Regions from separate parts of the Anas platyrhynchos genome. Here region 1 is linked to region 2. Evidence: chromatin contacts called from public Hi-C data. All regions are on one chromosome and are shown on one strand. Each heading gives the region's core, a stretch centred on a gene start, on an enhancer-like site or on the middle of the called end of the contact. The rest is flanking DNA. Distances are from core to core; before and after follow the strand shown.

The links. Hi-C and Micro-C count contacts between places; a contact is called where the count stands out from the background.
Region 1: a Hi-C map of skeletal muscle shows a contact between it and region 2, with 1.9 times the contacts expected there. The contact joins two enhancer-like sites. A contact is called at or near these places in 2 of 8 Hi-C or Micro-C datasets (liver and skeletal muscle).

The regions. Positions count from the first base shown.
Region 1 is chr8:17,459,344-17,462,806 of IASCAAS_PekinDuck_T2T, reverse strand. The region is part of intron 19 of KIFAP3 (kinesin associated protein 3); the gene reads right to left. Among named protein-coding and RNA genes, the nearest start is that of SCYL3, 13 kb to the left of the region's middle. Within about 2 kb of position 1,861, at least 1 of the 8 cell types and tissues checked has an H3K27ac peak or open chromatin away from gene starts, as enhancers often do.
Region 2 is chr8:17,247,227-17,250,768 of IASCAAS_PekinDuck_T2T, reverse strand. The region is part of intron 1 of PRRX1 (paired related homeobox 1); the gene reads left to right. Among named protein-coding and RNA genes, the nearest start is that of PRRX1, 6.1 kb to the left of the region's middle. Within about 2 kb of position 2,083, at least 3 of the 8 cell types and tissues checked have an H3K27ac peak or open chromatin away from gene starts, as enhancers often do.

The sequences.
Region 1 (3,463 bases), core at 612-3,111, 210 kb before region 2:
ATACCTGCCACCAACTAACTCTTAAATTATTTTCATAATAAACATCATGAAACAGTGGAAGTCATCAGAAAACGGCATAAAGCTTTTGCCTTTGCTTAGGGTCTAGCAATTGAGAAGATGATCCTGTTTACTTCTGTGCCAGCTGCTGCTTCAGTTTTGCATTGCCAGCCATAATTTTTCCTGTTCTTCAAAGTACGAAGGCAAACCATTGGTTAGAGAGAAACAGCATACAACTGAGAACCCTTTAAAAAAAAAACAAAACACATTTCTTTATATAAATGTTCTGTAACCATAGATTCTCCCACTACTGGTAATGACGTTAAACTATAAACCACAAGCCTCTTAAATTCTGCCTCTTACAGCCCCACTTTCTCCCCTATCTGGGAAGCTTTTTTTCCCCCATACTTTCTATTCCTCAGGCTCAAGTGGGAGGGGAGCTTTGGGGCAGGGACTCTGCATCAAACACCAAGCCTGCCTCTACGTTAGCATTTAATATTAATGTTCTTTTAAGGGTAATACTGTATTTGCTCAAAAGATAAGAGATGTCAGAACGAACCCAGGCGATGTTATTTTAGCTCCCTTGTGCATGATGATACAGCTTTTATGGATATGATCATGTCTCCCCTTCCTTCTGATCCAGCTTTCTGCAGTGCACTTAATGACTTAAAGTTTCCAGTTGTTTCTGGACTGGGTGCCCAGTTGTATCTCAGCACAATACCGCTGTTTCTGCCATTTAATTATAAACAAATGCAGATCTGACAATTGTGGATATGCGAGCACTGCATCTTCTGTGTCAGGCTCCAGCTACGCATCAAGCAACCAGCGTGCCAGAACTCACTGGTGGGAAGGCAGCATTTAAAAAACATATTTCCCAACTGAAGGGGAAGAAAGCACTGAGCTGAAAACAAATGACCCTGCTCAGCCAAATTCAGGCAGAACCTTGCTTGAAAGCCATGGAGCTTGCCATCTCAGCTCTGTGAAAGCAACCCGGGACTCGGGCTCAGTTTCTTGCTCTGTCAGTTACCTGCTGTGTGATCCCAGGCAAGTTGCTTTTTCTCCATGACCTCAGTTTCCCAGCTGCAGTATTGACAGAAAACCAAACCAAACATTAAAGACATCAGATGATCAATTGCAGTAATTAGAAGACTCAAATTAGACCAGTAGAAAAGAATCAGAAGCCTTCATCTACAACACCCCTCAATAAAAAAAAAAAAAAAAAAAAAAAAAAAAAAAAAGACTTTCTCAACTGCTAGGAAAGCAACTTATCCAGATGACAGCCAGCAGGGAAACTAGCGACTCAGGTGTTTCATGCAACTCTCCTGTTCCTCCGAAAGCCATCAGAATAACTTCCCCAGCGTTCCCTCACCCAGACGCACAGCTCCTCCACATGGTAGGGGAGTTTCTCAGCTATTCTGCACAGGATTTGTTAAAGGTCAAGTGCACAGTCAGAGCTGGAACAGAAACCAAGAGTTCTGAATTTCCATTATAAGCCTGACAGAAACCTCTCCTATGCTCTTGGCTCAACAACTGCCCAAACCCGCTGATTAGATACATCCATTTCTAAAAAATTAATTAAAAACTACAACATAAAAAAAGGCCCTCAGAAACAGGCAATAAAAAAAATAATCAAGGAAGATGTCTTTTCCTCCCCCTCTCTTCTTGGGCAGACTAAAGTATTTGTGTCAACACCATAAATTGAAGAGCACATTGCCTTCACCTTAACCCAGCAATAAGTCTGGCTTGGGGCTGTTTCAAACATCTCTTTTACTGAGCTCTGGTGATGTCAGTATTATGCTTTGTACGGCAGCTTCAGCCAACAGCCAGAGCAGAATAAGATCCTGAAGTGGCAGCTCCACAGAGGTGACTTGTCACTGCCTGTATCAGCGCAGGATCTGATCCACATCTTGCACAGGCTTCCGAGCAGCCTTCCTGTTTCCAGACGAGAAGTGTTTCTTGCTTCCTGTGCTAAGTTACAGATCAGGGTCACTATGGAAATGCGCTCCCAGATAAGCAGTCGAAGCAGAAATGCCAGTTCTCAGTGCCTTGGACTAGCTGAACAATTATTCCTTTAAATATTTATACAAGCTCCTCAAGTCCAAGCACTGCCACTCAGCTCTGTGCTTCAGTACAAACGGGGAAAAAAGTTCCCCCTTGTGCACAAATACCCAGAGCTGTGCCAACAGGTTACTGGCTGATAGTCGTGCTGCCTCCAGGCTCAGCACCAAGAACCAGGCAACTCGACAGGGAGGATAATCCAGATGCTGCAGGGAAGGAGGGAAGAGTCAAAAAAAAAAATCTGCTCTGCCTTGGGTTACAGCTGCAGCCAATAAAAGCTTTCAAAGTCTCTTCTGAAAGTTAACATTACTAGGGGATTTGCAGTGTTCGCTAGAGCACACACAGCAAATGCAATGGGAGCATTATTACTGATGAATAAACATTCAATATTTTTGCCACCAGAGAGGATTATCCAGATTTCAACCCGTTTATTTATCAACGCAGGGCCCTAGTGAAGTCCTGTCAAAATCCATCCCAGGCCAGTGATCGTTTTAGTGGAAATCAAGAAGGAAGTAAATCTGAGCGCCTCTTACCACTTTTCTTTGCTCTACCACTAGATACACCAGGGAACGCGCCAGATACAAATACAGATGTTGAATATTTTCTTGGAGATCTACATCTCTGAGCAACATTATTATGCAAAAATTTCAACTTTAATTAAATGGAAGGAAAATAAAATGTTTCTAGGCTAAAAGTTGGGCAGGGAGTCTTGGAAAAAACAGCAAAAGTTAAAAAAACTCAAAACCCAGAAGGCAAATAAACTCTCTAAACTTGTAGACTTTTTTTTTTTTCCCCTTAAATCCCATGGTTAAAAAAATCTTTTTGTTTTCCAGAGGGAGAGAAGGGTAGCTGTCATCATACATGCATGACTGAGGCTGATAAAGACAGATTCCGTGTCAAATTTTATAATCAACGCAATTTCAACTATTTGGCAAAAGAAATTAATTTGATATGTTCATTTGTTTTTTAATACCAGAGACTTGTTTGCAGCACACGCTCATTTCAGATAATAACGATCAGAAATATCCCACCGATATATGGGACTTAAGAACTACTCGTTGTATGTTTAATTTTGAATCCTGTGAGCACGCTTATACGTAGCATACAAAATACCCTTCACTTTATTACAGTTTTAAATCTTTCTTCCAGGTCTGGCCTTGCAACCACTTGTCTTGATAAAATAGGTCACTTGAAAAAGGAAAGCTCAATAAAATGAATTACAAAAACAACAAGATTAAACTGATTGTGCTGTTTTTGTACAGTGCAGCTGAATTCTGCAAATATGCTGCTGGCTGTGGTTTGGCATTTAACAGCATGCGATCAGTGAGAAGGAGGAAATTTTATTCTCATTAACTGTTGCAGATTTACTGCAGTGAAAAAGGGCTATGTAACCTGAGAAGTGACAGAA
Region 2 (3,542 bases), core at 834-3,333:
TTGGGAAGGGGAGAGCGGCTCAGAGGGCTGCCGAGGCGCCCAGGAACGCGAGAGGAAGCGCCAGGGACTGCAGGGTTTTCTTTGCAAACCTTTGCGTTATCTTCACGTCCTAAGTGGCTCTTTTGTTAGGAAAACACAGCCCTTATTCCCAGCAGATGCTGAGCCTGGCAACCCAGGATGGACAAAGAATAGAAAAGAAGGAAGAAAGCACTTTTGGAGCTAAGATTAAATCTAGCGGCTCATATTTTCTTCCTCTCTTGTCCTGTGGAGCTGGTGGGCAAAGGGAGAGTCTGCGGGGAGGAAGGGGCTGCTGCTGCCCACAGGTTATGGGGCAAAGCGGCCGCTGCCTTTAACCCCTCCGGCAGCAGTGAGCATCCCTACAGGCTGCTGCCAGAAAGGACTTTCCGCACCCAAGTCCTCCTCATCCAGCAGCTGATGTGGAAAAATTTGGGATCGGGTTGATATTCTTTTTAAGGCACTTGTCGTTTGGGCTGTCTGCGTGAAAAATTCAGCGGTGTTCTTGCGGGAGAAATCTTTCCGTGTGCCAGCAGTGCCGCGTGTGTCCTAGAGGCTCCTCGCAGGAAGGGTGAGCCACATTCTTGGGGATAAAGCTTGGATAGCAGGCCAGGTAACCAACGCAGAAAACCAGTTAAAAGCTTCATTCACTTCTTTCCACGTGTGTTGCATCTTTTTAATTTCACTCTCAGGCTAGCTGGGGCGTGATTTTTCGGTCAAATGTCTCACGCTGATATTTTTCTTGCATCTCTGAATCCTACAATTCGAAGTGGAAAAAATATCTAGTTTTGACATAAATTTCTAGATCTTCTGGATGCAGACAAAAGATGGAAATGTGACTGTCACAAACTTGGAACCAAACTTTTTTATTTAAAAAAACAAATAATAACCGGCTTACTATTAACAAAAGAAAAAAGGAGCCATGTGAAGCTGAAGGAGGGCGCTGACTCAGTTTGCAAGTGCTGGCCGTGCCGCCTTCCTTTTGACGGCCGAAACTAGACTTTTATTTGTTTGTGAATTTCACTTTTTTTTTGATCATAATCAGTTTTGCTTCCTGGTTCTCATGGTCTCATAATTTGCTGATGGTATTTGTGTTTTCAATCCATCTGCACAAAGCTTCCAACTTTTTAATTCGAAAAAGATTTTGCTGAAGGTTTTTACTCCCCCCCACCCTACTCCCCTTAATGTAATGAAAACATTTCCATGAAAATTAGATTTTGAAATCTCTCATAAAACTTAAAGGTTTGGTCTAAACTGCTAGAATGCTCTTAATGAACATCAGCTTTCTGTCATCTGCACCGAGTTTCCACTACTAGCCAGTCTATTTTCCATCTTTTTGATGATGTAGAAAGCAGTGATCGCATGGGAAAATATTATCTCAGGGTTAATTTGTGCAATCCTTACTCACACGAGTCATTGCATGCGATTCAATGGGCCGCTTATGTGGATGCCAATTGATGAGTATTAGTGTTTAAAGGCTTGACCAGCAGCCTTGAGTCATGCAAAAAGCTCTTTTTGAGGCCAGTGGAATATTTCTGCTCAGGCATGAGGTGGTTTTGCTGTCTGCGTTCGGGGGCATGAGCCTTTTGCCTTTCAGCAGAGGTGCAACAGGCATCCAAATACATGATGTTAGGGAGCCTGGAAAGAGGGAGCAAGAGCACGGACAACGTATAAGCAGGAGTGGCTGGGAGGAGCTGGCAAACTTTAAAGCCGAATGCTCTGACAAGGCAGACGCAAAATTACGGGGCCATAATTCCTTCAAGGCTATATTCTTGTTTTTTCTCCTTTTTTTTTTTTTTCCCCCTGACAACTCCGAGTTTGCTGCCGTGGTTTTTGACATCACCAGCATGGCTTGATGGGATTATAGGTGTTTATTCCTGGTTGCAAGTTGTTTATGATATATTTAATCGGTTTTGAAACCCATACGAAGGAGCCCTGAGGGAGCTGTGCTCCTGCTGGGCCTCTCTTGCATAATGAAGTGCATCACGAGGATTTACCAAGTGTCACAATATTCCAGACTTGGGCCTCTGTTTCTGGGGAGGATGAATCACTGCGTTTCTGGTTCCCCACCCTACTTGCCTTTCCGAAAGGAGGCTTGGGCTTTGGGGTGGATTATGGAGCTGTGAAGCGAGAACACCACGGCCTGGCCGGAGGAGCTGTCGTCCGAGGCCCTGATCGTGCTTTCCCTCTGAACTGTCCTTGAAGCTTTACGCTCAGGACACCAGGGTGTTGTGTTCTTAGCCTGGTTCCTCCAAGAAAAGCCTGCTGGATGGTTTCTGTCCGTGGGATGTAACTTCTGAACCCGCCGGCTGCTCTGGGGAGGGTGCAGACGTCTCAAGGGGCTGCTAAATCCCAGCAGTCCCATGGGACGTGGTGAAGGCTGCTGGCAGTCCCTCCCCATGAGGGGATGAAGCAGCGTAAATTCAGTCTCTTACATGGAGAGTCTCTGTGGAGAAAAGTCCTTTTCAAAGGCTCTGTGTTAGAGATGCCATCAGTTGAAGCTGACGTGTGTAGACACCGTCGCCACCAGCCCCGTGGCACAGGCCTGCGGGGCTTTGTGCTTTGTCACTTGTGTTGTAACAGCCCAGGGCCCTCCAGCACCGAGATTTGCTGGCTCTGCTCACGTTTTTCACTTCATACATTGATTTGTGAACGCGTGATGCTCACCTAACCTGCCACTTCCCTTCCTTTCCCTCTCTCTCTGCTGGGCCCGGCTGCCTGCTACCCTGTACCCACAGAAGATGCTGTGAGGCCGGGGTGGGAGCTGAGCGGAGAAACGTTGTGTGTCTGCTGGGACCATGGCAGCCTCGTTTTGAGAGAAATTTCTCTCAGATGAGGACATCCAGAGGATGCAGATTGGGCAGGGAGCAGAGCAGCAGTGCTGAGGCTGAGGGCTGCCTCCTGCCATGGAAAGCCTGGCGTCTGGGAAGGGAGGCTTGATGAGCAAGCCAGTGAACATCCATTTCAGTTTGCATTAACTTTCTGGGCTCCTCTCTCACCTCCAGAGGCTAAGAAAAGGTTACACCAGTGTTTAAAGCCCTGTCCCAGACAGTCTGGATTTGTCGTGCCTGTACCAAGTGAGCGTTGGCCTTGGAGTGGCAGCCCAGGACCTCCTGGTGCCTGGTGTTCCTGGAAGGGGAAGGAGAGAAGAGAGGTGAGGGGAGCCAGCCGAGCTGTTAACAAGTCACTACATCCTATCGCAGCGTCCAGTTCATATTCCACCCAAATTTCCCCCCCCCTGTTTCTGGCTAGAGAAATTTTCCTACAGGAGAAACTCCATCCAGTCAGCAAGACTGCTGGGCAGGGCGAGCGTCCAAAGAGCCGCTCGGGATCTGGCCAGGACCCTCTCCACGTCCTGATGAGCTGCTCAGGCAGCAAATCTGCTCTTGCCCCGAGAGCTGGAATTCATCAGGAGCCTGGGGACATCGCTTCCTGCTCTGAGCCCACCAGCAGATGAATTTCTCCTGTGGCCTCCTTGACCACAGTAAAACCAAATTTATCCATGGCCCTGTGTGTCTGGGGGCAAG